Linked DNA regions of Sus scrofa: region 2 is linked to region 1. The links are chromatin contacts, called in public HiChIP or PLAC-seq maps. All regions are on one chromosome and are shown on one strand. The core of a region is the stretch at or near the end of the contact, and the rest is flanking DNA. Distances in the headings are between cores, read along the strand shown.

Region 1 (6,784 bases), core at 2,580-5,079:
CTGGCATTGCTGTAGTGTAGTGTAGGTCAGACATGGCTTGGACTTGGTATTGCTATGGCTGTGGTGCAGGCCAGCAGCTACATTAGACCCCTAGCCTGGGAACCTCCATGTGCAAGAGCATGGCCCAAAAACGACCCCCCAAAAAACCTTGAATGCAAATTGTATCATGCTATAATTTATCTAACTCATAATCTCAAGAACTAGATTAACAAAATGGCTCTTATCTGGATCTACATTTTCCAAGCCCTATGACCTAGATTCCAAAACTAGTTGAGGGATGTTAACAGATCAATTTTGGAATCCAGCTCTTCTGCTTTTCCAGGCCAGTGTTCCTCACTTCCATAGGAATATCCAGATAAGGAGTGAAAGCCTTGATGTTACCACCTTGTTGCAGACTTTCAGGTGTAGAGTGGTAGGAAAAAACACTTAAGTCCAACCTTCTTTCTTAAAGCATTTACTTTTTGAGACATGACAGAAAAAAACTTACAGGTACACATGGAAAATACATGATCACAGTTGAAAGTGAAGACAATCTAATCAGAAAGCTTTTACTCCTGTCAGCTTATGCTGAAGCTGAAGTTCTGCGTATGACATGCTGCAGGGCTTAAAGGAATGGTAATTAGTATTCCTCGCCTTCTTCCTCTCCCTCTCCTTCAACAGAATCCACACCAACCTCCTCGTAATCCTTCTCAAGGGCAGCCATGTCCTCACGGGCCTCAGAAAACTCTCCTTCCTCCATGCCCTCACCCACGTACCAGTGAACAAAGGCACGCTTGGCATACATCAGGTCAAACTTGTGGTCCAGGCGAGCCCAGGCCTCAGCGATGGCTGTGGTGTTGCTCAGCATGCACACTGCCCGCTGTACTTTGGCCAGGTCTCCACCAGGGACCACAGTGGGGGGCTGGTAATTAATGCCAACCTTGAAGCCAGTGGGGCACCAGTCCACAAACTGGATGCTGCGCTTGGTCTTGATGGTGGCAATGGCAGCATTGACGTCTTTGGGAACCACGTCACCACGGTACAACAGGCAGCAGGCCATGTATTTACCATGGCGAGGGTCACATTTCACCATCTGGTTGGCTGGCTCAAAGCAAGCATTAGTGATCTCTGCTACAGAAAGCTGTTCATGGTAGGCTTTCTCAGCAGAGATGACAGGGGCGTATGTGGCCAGAGGGAAATGGATGCGGGGGTAGGGCACCAGGTTGGTCTGGAATTCTGTCAGATCAACGTTCAGGGCCCCATCAAACCTCAGGGAAGCAGTGATGGAGGACACAATTTGGCTAATAAGGCGGTTCAGATTAGTGTAGGTTGGGCGTTCAATATCGAGGTTTCTACGACAGATGTCATAGATGGCCTCATTGTCTACCATGAAGGCACAATCAGAGTGCTCCAGGGTGGTGTGGGTGGTGAGGATGGAGTTGTAGGGCTCAACTACAGCTGTGGAAACCTGGGGGGCTGGGTAAATGGAGAACTCCAGCTTGGACTTCTTGCCATAATCGACAGAGAGACGTTCCATCAGCAGGGAGGTGAACCCAGAACCCGTTCCCCCGCCAAAGCTGTGGAAAACCAAGAAGCCCTGAAGACCTGTGCACTGGTCAGCCTGTTAGAAAAGAGGAATACGAGAAAGATACAGTTATTGCTTTCTGTGATACCTGAAATTACCCAGCATTTCTTTATTAAAAACACCTGCATTGATATTTATAAAGTGACATCAAATATTTCCTATTTTAATTGAATTTTTAAAAACCTAGAAAGGAAGAATTGTGTCACATTTCAATTCTGTGTTTGAAAGAAAAAAGAGCGTATTTCAAATGGCTCCCTTAGGTGCATTAATTTACTTTATCCTTGAGAATAAACGTACCAGTTTCCGAATTCGGTCCAAGACGAGGTCAATGATCTCCTTGCCAATGGTGTAGTGACCTCGGGCATAGTTATTGGCAGCATCTTCCTTGCCTGTGATGAGCTGCTCAGGGTGGAAGAGCTGGCGGTAGGTGCCAGTGCGAACTTCATCTGGAAAAGGAAAACAAAGCAGCCACCCCTCACTTACAACCTGCACAAGCCTGCTCCACCCCAGGGCTGCCGTGGAGCCCCCAAGACACACCTCCTGACCTAGACTCCCCTGCTCCGGGATCTCACTCGGGTGCCTGAGGTCAACTCACCAATGACTGTGGGTTCCAGGTCTACAAACACTGCCCTGGGCACATGCTTGCCAGCGCCTGTCTCACTGAAGAAGGTGTTGAAGGAGTCATCTCCTCCCCCAATGGTCTTGTCACTCGGCATCTGGCCATCGGGCTGGATGCCGTGTTCCAGGCAGTAGAGCTCCCAGCAGGCATTGCCGATCTGGACACCAGCTTGGCCAACGTGGATGGAGATGCACTCACGCTGTGAGAAAGTAGGGAAAAAAAAGATGAAACCAATTAGTGGTGAAAGAAGCAGAACAGATGCTTATGGATGGTTAATTTTACAAATTTCCTCTTTTGAAATGAATGAAAATGTATTTCTTTTAAATCTAGGGAAGAAGGTCTTTACTTTTGATCTATATTACTTTTGATTAATTTCCTTTTCTCCTCTAAATTGAGAAGGCATCTTTCCAGGCCAAGAAGAGCTTAGTCATCGCTTCCTCCTTTGAAGGATCAAGATAGGGAGAAGGCCATCATCTAGCCTTCAGGCCTCAGAATCCCATTTTAGAGGAGGTGGCCAGACTTCCGGACAGCTCCCAGCTCAGGAAGCACATGGCCAGAGCAGTGCAGAGGAAATGTCTGGCCACAGGGAGGAGGGGCGGAGCTCTGCGGCACAGCATGAATGAGCAATTCAGAGGGGGCGTGCGCGCGTGCGCGCCCCCGCTGCTCCCTGCAGCCTCTGAGCTGCGCAGCTGCAAAGGCTCGTGACAGCCACGTCTGCAGAGACGCAGCCATCGCCAACCGTCCTACGCTGCCCAGCATCTCCACATCCGTCACAACGCAGCAGGGGATTATCGGCGGCCCAGATCTGGACCAAGATCCGATTTCCGTTCCTTCAAAACCCCTCACCACCACCTGCTCCCACACACATTCCTAAGGCAGAAGAGGACAGATGGCTTTTAGATGCTCTTAAGAGCTAGTTGTCCTAATACACTGCCGTGGTGCCGCACAATGGTGAGGAACCCTTCTCCATATTGATTACTGCACTTTTTTAAGAGAACTCTGGGTAGCAGGAGACACGCCCTCCAACCCTAGACCTGCAGCGCCCCAGCACGCATGCGCACTCTGCAGTGGCGGGCTTTCCCACCGCTCCCTGGCGGGAAGGTAACGGTCGCGCCTGCGCTTTTGTGTCGAGCTCCTTCCCGCCTACGCTTTTAGCGCTGAGGAGGAAGTGAGGGCGGGGAGAGCCCGCGCGCGCGCCCGCCAGAGGTGGGGGGAAGGAGAGGGGGATGGGAACACGCGGGAAAAGACTGCAGGGTCTCGGGGCACCGCGCCCAGGAGTTAAAGGCTAAAGGAGAGCCCCAACCGCAGTGAAGGAGAGCCGGTGCCCTGCAATCCCCTTCCAGAGTCCTAGAAGAAAACAAGGTGGCCTCCCACTTCCGGGCCCCAGCGGTTCTCCAGTATCTACTCCCACCCTCGGCTCTCGCCCTGCTCTTCATCCTCCAAGTGGACAGCGCTGGCCCCAGCCCTCTCTAGCTAGAAGCCTTCGAGCTCCCCCGGTTCGTTCTTCCCCATCTTCCCGAGCGAGGTGGGCAGTCTACTCACCATGGTGGTTACCGGTCAGCAAGCGCAGGCAACAGGAGTAGACACCGAGTCCTGGTTACCGTCCCCGACAAGCTAAGAGTCGAGGTGAGTAACGCACTGAGGCGGAGGCTACGCGGGAGCCCCTTAAATAGCGGTCCGAGGAGGGGCGGGCGGGCGCAGGCGGCGCCATGGCCGCCGGCCCCTCCCCGGGCCCGGCGCACCCAGTCGGCGTCCGACTAGGCCTCCGCAGAGGCGGGCTCCTGGCCCCTAGCCACCTCCCCGCGCCGGCCTTGCGGGGCGGGGTCCGCCGCGCCTGCGGGCTTCGAGCTTGGGTGCTGCAGTCTTTGGCGCATGGCTGCCGGGGCCTGGGCGGGGGTGAGGGTGGGGGTGGGGCGCAGGTTCCGAATAGGCCGAGACGGGGATGGAGGCTCGATTGCCTTAATTTGGAAGAATCCTGATTTAAGAAGCACACAATTTTAAAGATGAAGCACCAGGAAATGCAGAAACTTCTGGTCTGGATAGCTCAGCTGATTATTTTCACGTTGTCATAATTTGTCAGTGAGTTTTGCCTTTTTCCCTTCTCAGTTCCTTTAAAGGCAGTTGCGAATGCATTTACCTGTTAATGTGGAGGAGCAAGGTTTAGAAAACAGCGTAGTTGTATTTGGATTACCGTCGTGACTTGTCCTTTGAACTAAAGGTTCTGAACATTGGAAGCAAATAGTATTTCAGTCATTCAAAAAGTACCTAAGCACTGAACATCTAAACTGTTAAAAGGGCAGAGTAGTCTCCATTTTTAGACCTAAACCAACCAACTTCATTGAACAGGGCCTTTTAGAAAGAAATATTTCAAGGCACATTTCAGATTTAGTAGCTGAATTGAAAATTGGGGAGGGAAGAAATTGTTTGATCCTGAAAGATGTTAGGAAGTAGAGATTCCTTGTGCTGTTTAGAGTTTTGTAAAACTTTTTTTAATTGAAACATAATTGACATATAATGTTGTTTTTCAGGTGTACAACATAGTATTTTACATTTATATACATTGTCAACCTCAAAAAATAAATCAGTTTTTTTTACCATCAAGATGGATTTATTTGGGAGTAGCAGAGAATTGCAATTGGGACAAGCAAGCTATGGGGAATCATAGACAAATCCAGAGAACAAAGGAGAGGGGATTTTATTAGATTTTAGAAAGAAATTGGGGAGGATTGTTTAAAGAAAAGTTCTTTGGAGAGTTCAAGAATGTGGCCATTTCTCATTGGCTGCAAGCAGTGGTTAGTGTTGTTGCTGGGGCAGGCAGTGATCTTCCTTACTTTTTTAAAAGCTAGAGATAAAATTCCTATGTGAAAATGTCCTCCCTTGTACCAACCAGAAGAAAAGTAACATTTTTATCATCCTTCTTCCTGCTGATTAGGTAGGTTGCAAATAGTGCTAGGTTGTTGAGTTCTGCCTTCAGGGTTTCCTGACTCCATTGAAAATGAAGTTTCCTGGAGTTTCCTCAGCAGGTTAAGGATCCACTGTTGTCACTACTATGGCAAGGGTTCAATCCCAGGCCTGGGAACTTCTGTGTGTTAAGGACACAGCCAAAAAAAAAGAAAAAAAAAAAAAGTTCCCTTTATTAATGTATCCATTTACCACTACCACCCCTTTTTTTGTCTTTTTATGGCCACACCCACAGCATTTGGAAGTTGCCAGGCTAGGGGTTGAAGCCTACACCACAGCCACAGCAATGTGGGATCCAAGTCCTGTCTGTGACCTATGCCACAGCTTACAACAACCGATGGATCCCTAACCCACTGATCGAGGCCAGGGATCAAACCTGCATTCTCTTGGAGCCTAGTCAGATTTGTTACCACTGAGCCACAACAGGAATTTCACACATTTACCCCCTTTGATCAAGATCTTTCCCCTTGGTGCCAAAAGGACCCTTTCCTGGTTGTCATCTCCCATGTGGGAAAGTGCAGATTTAAAATAATTGAGGCCACAGTGAGGAAGGGGGGCGAACTCTTAGGCATTTCCATCTAAACTATATCTTACCACGGTCTTAAGCATTGGAGATTGTCTTGAAGCGTTGAGCTAGCATCACTTTACGGGGTAAGTCATTTCTACAAAGATTTAACAGGAAATAAACACAAAGCACTTTGTATGATGGTTCTAAACCAGGAGCCCATACTTGAGGGTAACTGCTAACTAGGCCAAAAAAATCAGGCAGGTCATCAAATGAAAGTTGTAGTCATGGACTTGTTCCCCATTTTTGTGTAATTGAGTGTCTGTTTCTCTAGACACACTTATCTATGTTCAACGGGTGGTATTTGCTATCATACAAATGCCTCCTTGCTCAGAAAGCAGATAATCAAAGGCCGTGCAGTTACCCAAAATTACTTTAATAAACAAGTAAAGTGATCATTGTTGGGTTGTTATTGCTTTGGCTATGGAATCAGATGGCTCTTCTAATGTTAGAGAGAGATCTCTGATCATAAATTTCATTGGCACTTACTCCAGCCCAAAGGAGAAAGATTCTCCCTATGGAGCCACACTTCAAGTCATGTATGCCTCCTTGAAGTTCTTGTTTAAGGTGGCGTGAAGGCTTAAAGACAAAAGGGAAGCTTCAAAAGTCTTATTACCTTGTAGCTATCATCAAGGAACACCAGGTGCAATTAGCAGTAGCACTTGGGAAAAGTGGAAAATATTCATTATAGGCTGGACTGTAGGGTCACTATTGTCATGAACAGGTCAAAATTTCCAGTGGCAAATCCAACAATTAGATGTTTCCACTTTTGTAATAGATTGAGAAATACAGATAAGAGCATTTTTTCCCAAGAAAAAGAGGGAGAGGGAAAGGTAGGAAGTAACGTGGGAAAATGATATACAGGCCTGATCTGGTCATCTTGGGATAACTGTCTCCTTCAGCTGTCATCTGCTTTAATTCCTATCTCTAGTGCTTATATAGGACTGGATGTTAGGTGGAGCCTTCTTTAGCTGCGAGATGTGTACCCAAGGCTGGAGTCTCTGAAATTTGGCGTTCATTTGCCTAGTGAGGAGGACCTAGTATAGTTCTTTCCAAGAACATTTAAGGGCAGTCT
Region 2 (6,784 bases), core at 2,670-5,169, 84 kb after region 1:
TTAAAAAACCTACTTTTCCTCCCAGAGATATATTCCGTATATATAAGAAAGAGTGATAATATACTTAAACTTGACAGAGTACTATGAGGATTAAATGAGATAATGTATAGGAAAGAACATCAAAACCATTCAGACTGAGACATGTACATTCTTCCCTGTCTCCCTCCCGCTTCAGATACTATGTTGTGAGGCAATCCCTCAAAGAAAGGTAGTTAGTAAGTGAAACTATGAATATTGTTATTAGATAATCTAGAGCAGGAATGTGCCTAAAAGCATGCACCTTGGAGACTGATCTCTGGTTTCACATCTTGATGTGGCTATTTATTAGTTGTGTGACTAGGGTAATGTTTTGTCGTGTGTAAAATCAGGGTAGAAATAACAGTAAACTTAGCCTGTGGGGTTATGGTGAGGTTTAAATGAGATAATGTATGTAAAGTACTTACACACAGTTTCTGATATACAGGAAAGTCAGCTGCTGTCATCATTATCAGTCAGAGAAGTTACAATATATCCCCACTTCCATTTTCTGTCTATAAAGTATCACTATCTATCTGCCTCAGATTGGACAATAAAGAGAGGCCTAACCTCAGGAATGAATTGTTCCTTTAGAGCGTGTGTGTGTGTGTGTGTGTGTGTGTGTGTGTGTGTTTATGGTCACACCTGCAGCAAATGGAAGTTCCCAGGATAGGGGTAGAATTGGAGCTGCAGCTGCCAGCCACAGCCACAGCGACACCAGATCCGAGTGTCTGTGAGCTACACCACAGCTCACGGCAATGCCGCATCCTTAACCCCCTGAGGAAAGCCAGGGACCAAATCCAAATCCTCATGGATACTGGTCGGGTTGGGTTGTTACCACTCAGCCACAGCAGGAATTCCCTGTGTGTGTGTGTTTTAAAGCTAGTATTACCTGAGCACCTACTGCATGTCTAATACCCTGCTGGATACTGTGTGTAACATAAGGGAGTGCAAGAAAGAGTTCTTGCCCTCAAAGTACTTATTAGTTGTTAAGTTGAAGTACCTTAATATATGAGGTTAACACTAGGAAGAACTTTGAGCCCGTCAGATGAAAGGCATTCTGTAATACCCTCTCTGGGTAACAGATAATAACATAAGCACCGGGTTATAGTATGACTATACCTGCCCAGTACTATTTTATACAAATTTCCTGTTAATTATAAAGGTATATATATATAATCTTTTAATACCTGCTTATTCACTTCTTGTCTAGTTTCAGAATTATTTTCGAAGCTCAAGCCATCAGATTGTATACTTTTGCTGGGCTGGTTTCCTGGCTGGGGGTTGCTCTCACTTTCCCTTAGAATGCTGGAAAGAATGAGGTCCCCAGGAGCTGGTAGAGAAGAGCTGCTCTCCACAGGGCCTGAGGCTTAGCTGAGTAGAAAAATGCAGATTGCTCAGGACAAAATAGCTGATATTTAATGAGCAAATAAAATCCCAAGGGAATAAGGATCGTCTTAAAGAGCCTGATGATGTCATGTAAAGAGACTGAAGGTACTTTATTTTGGGGAGCAAGTTCCAGGAAATGAACCTATAGTATTTCTAAAATGTCAGCCTAGTCCTCAGATCAGTAAGCTTTCTCTGACCAACAAAGTCCATTTTCTGTTGTGTATGCAAGCTCATTCCAGCCAAAACTGAAATTCCAACTGGATATAAAAGGCCACCTCAGCTGTCAAGCACAGAAGCCATGTGTGACTTTTGGTTTAAAAATCAGTCGAGGGAACAGATGCTGTGAGTGCTTGGGGAGTGGCAGGCCTATTCCTGATACAAGAACAAACACCCTTTGTCTTAATTCCACAGTTAAGTCAGGAATAGACAATTTTGAATGCTTTTACCTTTAAAGGAACTATGTTATATAATTCTTATGAGAAAAAAATCACCTATAGTATAAAAAGGTGTGATTTCTCAGAAAGCCTTTCCACAGCTGAAGAGATTTCTTAATAGACAAAGGAATTTGATCATTAAATCATGTGTCTGTGAGGAAGAGATTCTTAAGAGTAAGGCACAGGACATCTATTATTAGGTTAAGTAGGATTCAAAACACTGTCTCTACTCCCCCTTTCTGAAGGTGACCCTTTAGTTTTTATTTGATAGAGGCACCTTTCTGAACTTTTTGCCTAGAAACCCAGGATAAAACCTACAGCCTGTTAGAATTCTAAAAAGAGTTTGACCTTGCATTTTACAGTCAGTGTTCAGGGCTCCAAAAATATGCTGTCCAATATTTATTGGGAATTAACTTATTTTACCCTCCTCCAAGAGGTGAACGCAGCTGGTATATGAGACTTCAGAGAGAGCTCAGTTTCCAAGGAGGAACAAAGAGAAAGTAGGCACCCTCCCCCTCAGAGAAGCCACTTGGCTTTGTCTGAGCCTACTCCCTCTGAGCACTGCAGCAGGAGAGGCTCAAAGCTGTGGCCCTGCTGATTAGTTGAATAACACTTGGTTCAGCAGTCCTGGGGATGTGTGGAGATGTGTGCTTGCCTGCACAATATTAATGTTATCAGCTGCCCTGTTCATGTGTCCTCTCCCCGAAGGAGGAGTAACACTTAGAGAGATATTCCCCTCCTTATTTCTGTTTCTCTGCAGATAAATAAATGTCAGGCATGTCTTGGATCCTGTCCCTGTTGACTAAGTTACTATATATCCATTACTCCTCTTTGTCCTCCAAACACTGAGCTCTCAGTGTTCATGTGGTAGGATCCAGATTGTGAAGTCTGCAGTGGTTATGTACAGGACTCAGGCCCAACTTTCCTTCTCCAGGATACTCAGGAAGCTTCTGTTCCAGTTGGGTTCCTAATTTCTGGCACTACTGCTCAAAAAGAGAGGGTCTGCTTTGAACCAGAGCCTGTAATTAATGCCTGCAACTATATACCTTGATGGGAGATGGGGCTTTGCATATCAGAGAACAGGAACCTGATAAACAGCATGACTGGTCTAATGAAACTGTCCACCTATGGGCCTTCACTCCCTTACTAGAAAAAAAAAAAAAAAAAAAGATGTGCAATTCTTACACTTAATGCACTGAATATCTGCAAGTGGAAGGGATGAGAAGGTTATTAGTGCATCATTTGGGCATCGTGAAGGACAGGGCTCTGTAGGAGAAAGCATCAGCTTAATGAAGGGCAACATAAAGCTCTATGCAGCATAAAAAGGGGGAAGCTGCGCTTTGGCATCATCTTGCAGGTTACGATTCCAGCAATCGCGCTGGCTCAAGAGCTGAAGCGCAACCGTCATCCTCTTTCTGTGGGCTTCAGCCATAGGGGGAGAAAGGTGGTACCACAATTCTCTCCCAGTGGATGACGATGACGTATTCTAGGCAGATGATTGCGGAGGCTCCTGTCAAATGAGTGAAGAGAAAAAGGAAGTGGGGAGAGGAGGAGGGACTCTAGAAATGGAACTGCAACAGCCCTGGAATAAAAATGAGGGGCTGTAATGAGAAATGATAAGCACAACCACCTTGAAATTCAACCCTCTGCCCGTTTTTTCCGGTTTGCTGCTGGTTACCTCTTTTACTCTTTTGTCAGTAACTTAAAGCAGGATGGGCTAATGAAAAAGAGCTCCATCAGGTTATATTTTTCACTCCTTTATGATTGCTTTAAATAATAATTATACCATAAAATTCAAAGCCAATCTTTAGCTTTAGGAAACATTAGCAACAGAAAAGCACTTTGAAACATTGTATCCCAAACCACAAGAGGCCTCTAAAGTTTCTTTTCTCCACAGAAAGACTGGTCTGGTTGTGCCCATTACTTTCAGTTTTGTTGGGGAGGGGGCGTAACGTGCATCTTGAGTGCAAACGTGTTCAGAATGTCTGTTGGGACTAAGTGGTGTGGGGAGCGAAGCCGCAGCCTCTGGCGAGGTCCGAGCTTTCCCCCGTTTCACCAGCAGGCGGCCCTGTTTCCAGGGCGCCCGCGACCGCCGCCCCGCCCGCCTCCAAGGTCACTTCCGCTGCGGCCCCGCGAGGCTACTCCCCCTGCCACGCCTTGCTTGTTTTTTTTTTTTTTTTTTGAGGCCGCCTTTCTTTACCCAGCACTGTCTACTAACATCTTTGAACCATTGTGCTCTTGTGACAATTTATGCTACTTGAAAGCTTGCTTCTTGAGTCCTTTGAAAGAGCGGAAATTCTTAAAATCAAATAAAATGTATTTGGGATTGCGTAATCACTGATTTTTTTTACAATATCTCAAATGCATTTCAACTTAGTCAAATAAAAAGAGCCCCTGAGCTAACAGAGAAGGCAATATATGTTGAAAAATGGAATGCTTAAAAAACAAAAAAGCAAACTCCTCTTCCTGTTTATTCAGACTCTTCCGCAGATTTAGAGAACAGGCCGCGAAAATTCAGCTGCGGCGCCATCTGCTGGAAGTGGCGCGACACTGCAAGACCTTGCTGGGGAAGGTTGCAGGTGAAGGTCTGGCCTTCTGCCCAAGGAAGGCCTGCCACCAAGGTAGGTAGCATTCACGTGCAGTTGACTTATCTAAAAAGAGACTAACTTTTGGAGTTCCCTTTGTGGCGCAGCGGAAACGAATCTGACTGGGATCCATGAGGATGCAGGATCGCTCCCTGGCCTTGCTCAGTGGGTTAAGGATCCAGCGTTGCTTTGAGCTGTGGTGTAGGTCGAAGTCGCAGCTTGGATCTGGCATTGCTGTGGCTGTGGAGTAGGCCGGCGGCTACAGTTCCAATTGGTCCCTAGCCTGGGAACCTCCCTGTGCCAAAAAAAAAAAAAAATAGAAGAAACTAACTTGACCCGCTACAAGAAATGGCCTCAGGAGTTCCTGTCATGGCTCAGTGGTTAATGAATTGGACTAGGAACCATGAGATTGAGGGTTCAATCCCTGGCCTTCCTCAGTGGGTTAAGGATATGGCATTGCTGTGAGCTGTGGTGTAGCTTGCAGAGGTGGCTCGGATCCCACATTGCTGTGGCTCTGGCGTAGGCCAGTGGCTATAGCTCTGATTAGACCCCTAGCCTGGGAACCTCCATATGCCGCAGGAGCGGCCCTAGAAAAGGCAAAAAGATCCCCCCCCCCCCGCAAAAAAAATGGCCTCAGTTTTGAGGAGCCCTCCAGCCTAAATGAACTGGCATATGTTATAGGGGTGTTCTCATAGGAAAACCTGGAGCTTTGGAAGAGGAGGTTTAACTCATTTCATTACATCTGTACAGTTTGCAGGTGCAATGCTGAAAACTAAAACTCTATTTTCCATCAAGGCACACAGGGAAGTATCAGGAACAGAAGTCACAATGTATTTGTTCTCTTGAATGGAACTGATTTTGCTGAATGGAAGGAATTTTAAAGGATGAAGAGGGTGACAGAAATAAAATTAACCTGGGAGTAGGGAGGTATTAAAAATGTGGTTTTGGCCATGGTGTGATATAAGGTCAGTAAGCCCTGCTATCATTTTCCAAACTCTTAAGTCAGTTCTGATTTACTTGATGATTTTTCTATTTAGGAGACTTCGGGCCCTTTCCACACAAAAGTCTAAACCCATTTGCAAACCCATTTATATACATACTTGAGCACAAATCTCAATTCACCATTACTGGAAACTTTGTTAAATGCCATAGTCTGAAAATGCTTGGGGCACTGGAAGTAAGCAGAATTTTATCTTATTTGAATAAATTTTTTTTTATTTTATAATGATTTTTATTTTTTCCATTATAGTTGGTTTACAGTGTTCTGTCAATTTTCTACTGGACAGCAAAGTGACTCAGTTACACATACGTGAATACATTCTTTTTTCTTTCATTATCACGCTCCATTGCTAAGTGACTAGATGTAGTTCCCAGTGCTATACAGCAGGATCTCATTGCTTATCCATTCCAAAGGCAACAGTTTGCATCTATTAACCCCAAATTCCCAATCCATCCCACTCCCTCCCCCTCCCCCTTGGCAACCACAAACCTGTTCCCCATGTCTGTGATTTTCTTTTCTGTGGAAAGGTTCATTTGTACCATACAGTAGATTCCAGATATAAGTGATATCATATAGTATTTGTTTTTCTCTTTCTGACTTATTTCACTTAGTATGAGAGTCTCTAGTTCCACCCATGTTGCTGCAAATGGCATTATTTTGTTCTTTTTATGACTGAATAATGTTCCATTGTGTATGTATACCATATCTTCCTAATCCAATCATCTGTTGATGGACATTTAGGTTGTTTCCATGTCTTGGCTTATTGTGAATAGTGCTGCAATGAACATGTGGGTCCATGTGTCTTTTTCAAGGAAAGTTTTATCCAGATATATGCCCAAGAGTGGGACTGCTGGGTAATATGTTAGTTCTATGTATAGTTTTCTTTTTCTAAGTTACTGCCATATTGTCTTCCATAGTGATTGTACCAATTTACATTCCCACCAACAGTGCAGGAGGGTTCCCTTTTCTCTACACCCTCTTCAGCATTTATTATTTGTGGGCTTTTTAATGATGGCCATTCTGACAGGTGTGAGGTGGTACCTCATAGTAGTTTTGATTTGCATTTCTCTGATAATCAGTGATGTTGAGCATTTTTTCATGTGCTTGTTGACCATCTGTATATCTTCTTTGGAGAAATGTCTATTCAGGTATTTTGTCCATTTTTCCATTGGGTTGTTGGCTTTTTAGCTGTTGAGTAGTTGTATAAGTTGTTTGTATATTTTAGAGATCAAGCCCTTATCAGTTGCATCATTTGAAACCATTTTCTCCCATTCTGTAAGTTGTATTTTGGGTTTGTTTTTTTTTTTTTTTTTATGGTTTCCCTTGACATGTAAAAGTGAAAGCACAATTTTAGAGCAGAA

Evidence for each region. HiChIP or PLAC-seq counts read pairs in DNA pulled down with a chosen protein or histone mark.
Region 2: a contact with region 1 is called in an H3K27ac HiChIP or PLAC-seq map of alveolar macrophages. The contact joins the enhancer-like site here to the promoter of TUBA1B in region 1. A contact is called at or near these places in 3 of 5 promoter capture datasets (fetal liver, liver and skeletal muscle), 10 of 47 Hi-C or Micro-C datasets (alveolar macrophages, brain, embryonic fibroblasts and 6 more) and 2 of 2 datasets of contacts at active chromatin or transcription factors (alveolar macrophages and skeletal muscle).

What each region holds. Positions count from the first base shown.
Region 1 is chr5:15,149,791-15,156,574 of Sscrofa11.1, forward strand. TUBA1B (tubulin alpha 1b) reads right to left here and starts at 3,830. Exons shown (of 4, transcript NM_001044544.1): 1 at 3,726-3,830; 2 at 2,160-2,382; 3 at 1,862-2,010; 4 at 439-1,600. The coding sequence starts at 3,728. The coding sequence ends at 620. It overlaps LOC100127131 (tubulin alpha-1C chain), which reads left to right and starts at 3,726. Exons shown (of 6, transcript XM_013988248.2): 1 at 3,726-3,809.
Region 2 is chr5:15,233,637-15,240,420 of Sscrofa11.1, forward strand. It overlaps LOC100127131 (tubulin alpha-1C chain), which reads left to right. Exons shown (of 6, transcript XM_013988248.2): 3 at 4,317-4,459. Among named protein-coding and RNA genes, the nearest start is that of PRPH, 46 kb to the right of the region's middle. Within about 2 kb of position 3,920, at least 51 of the 83 cell types and tissues checked have an H3K27ac peak or open chromatin away from gene starts, as enhancers often do. A contact at or near this core is called in alveolar macrophages, brain, fetal liver and 3 more, where this site is marked.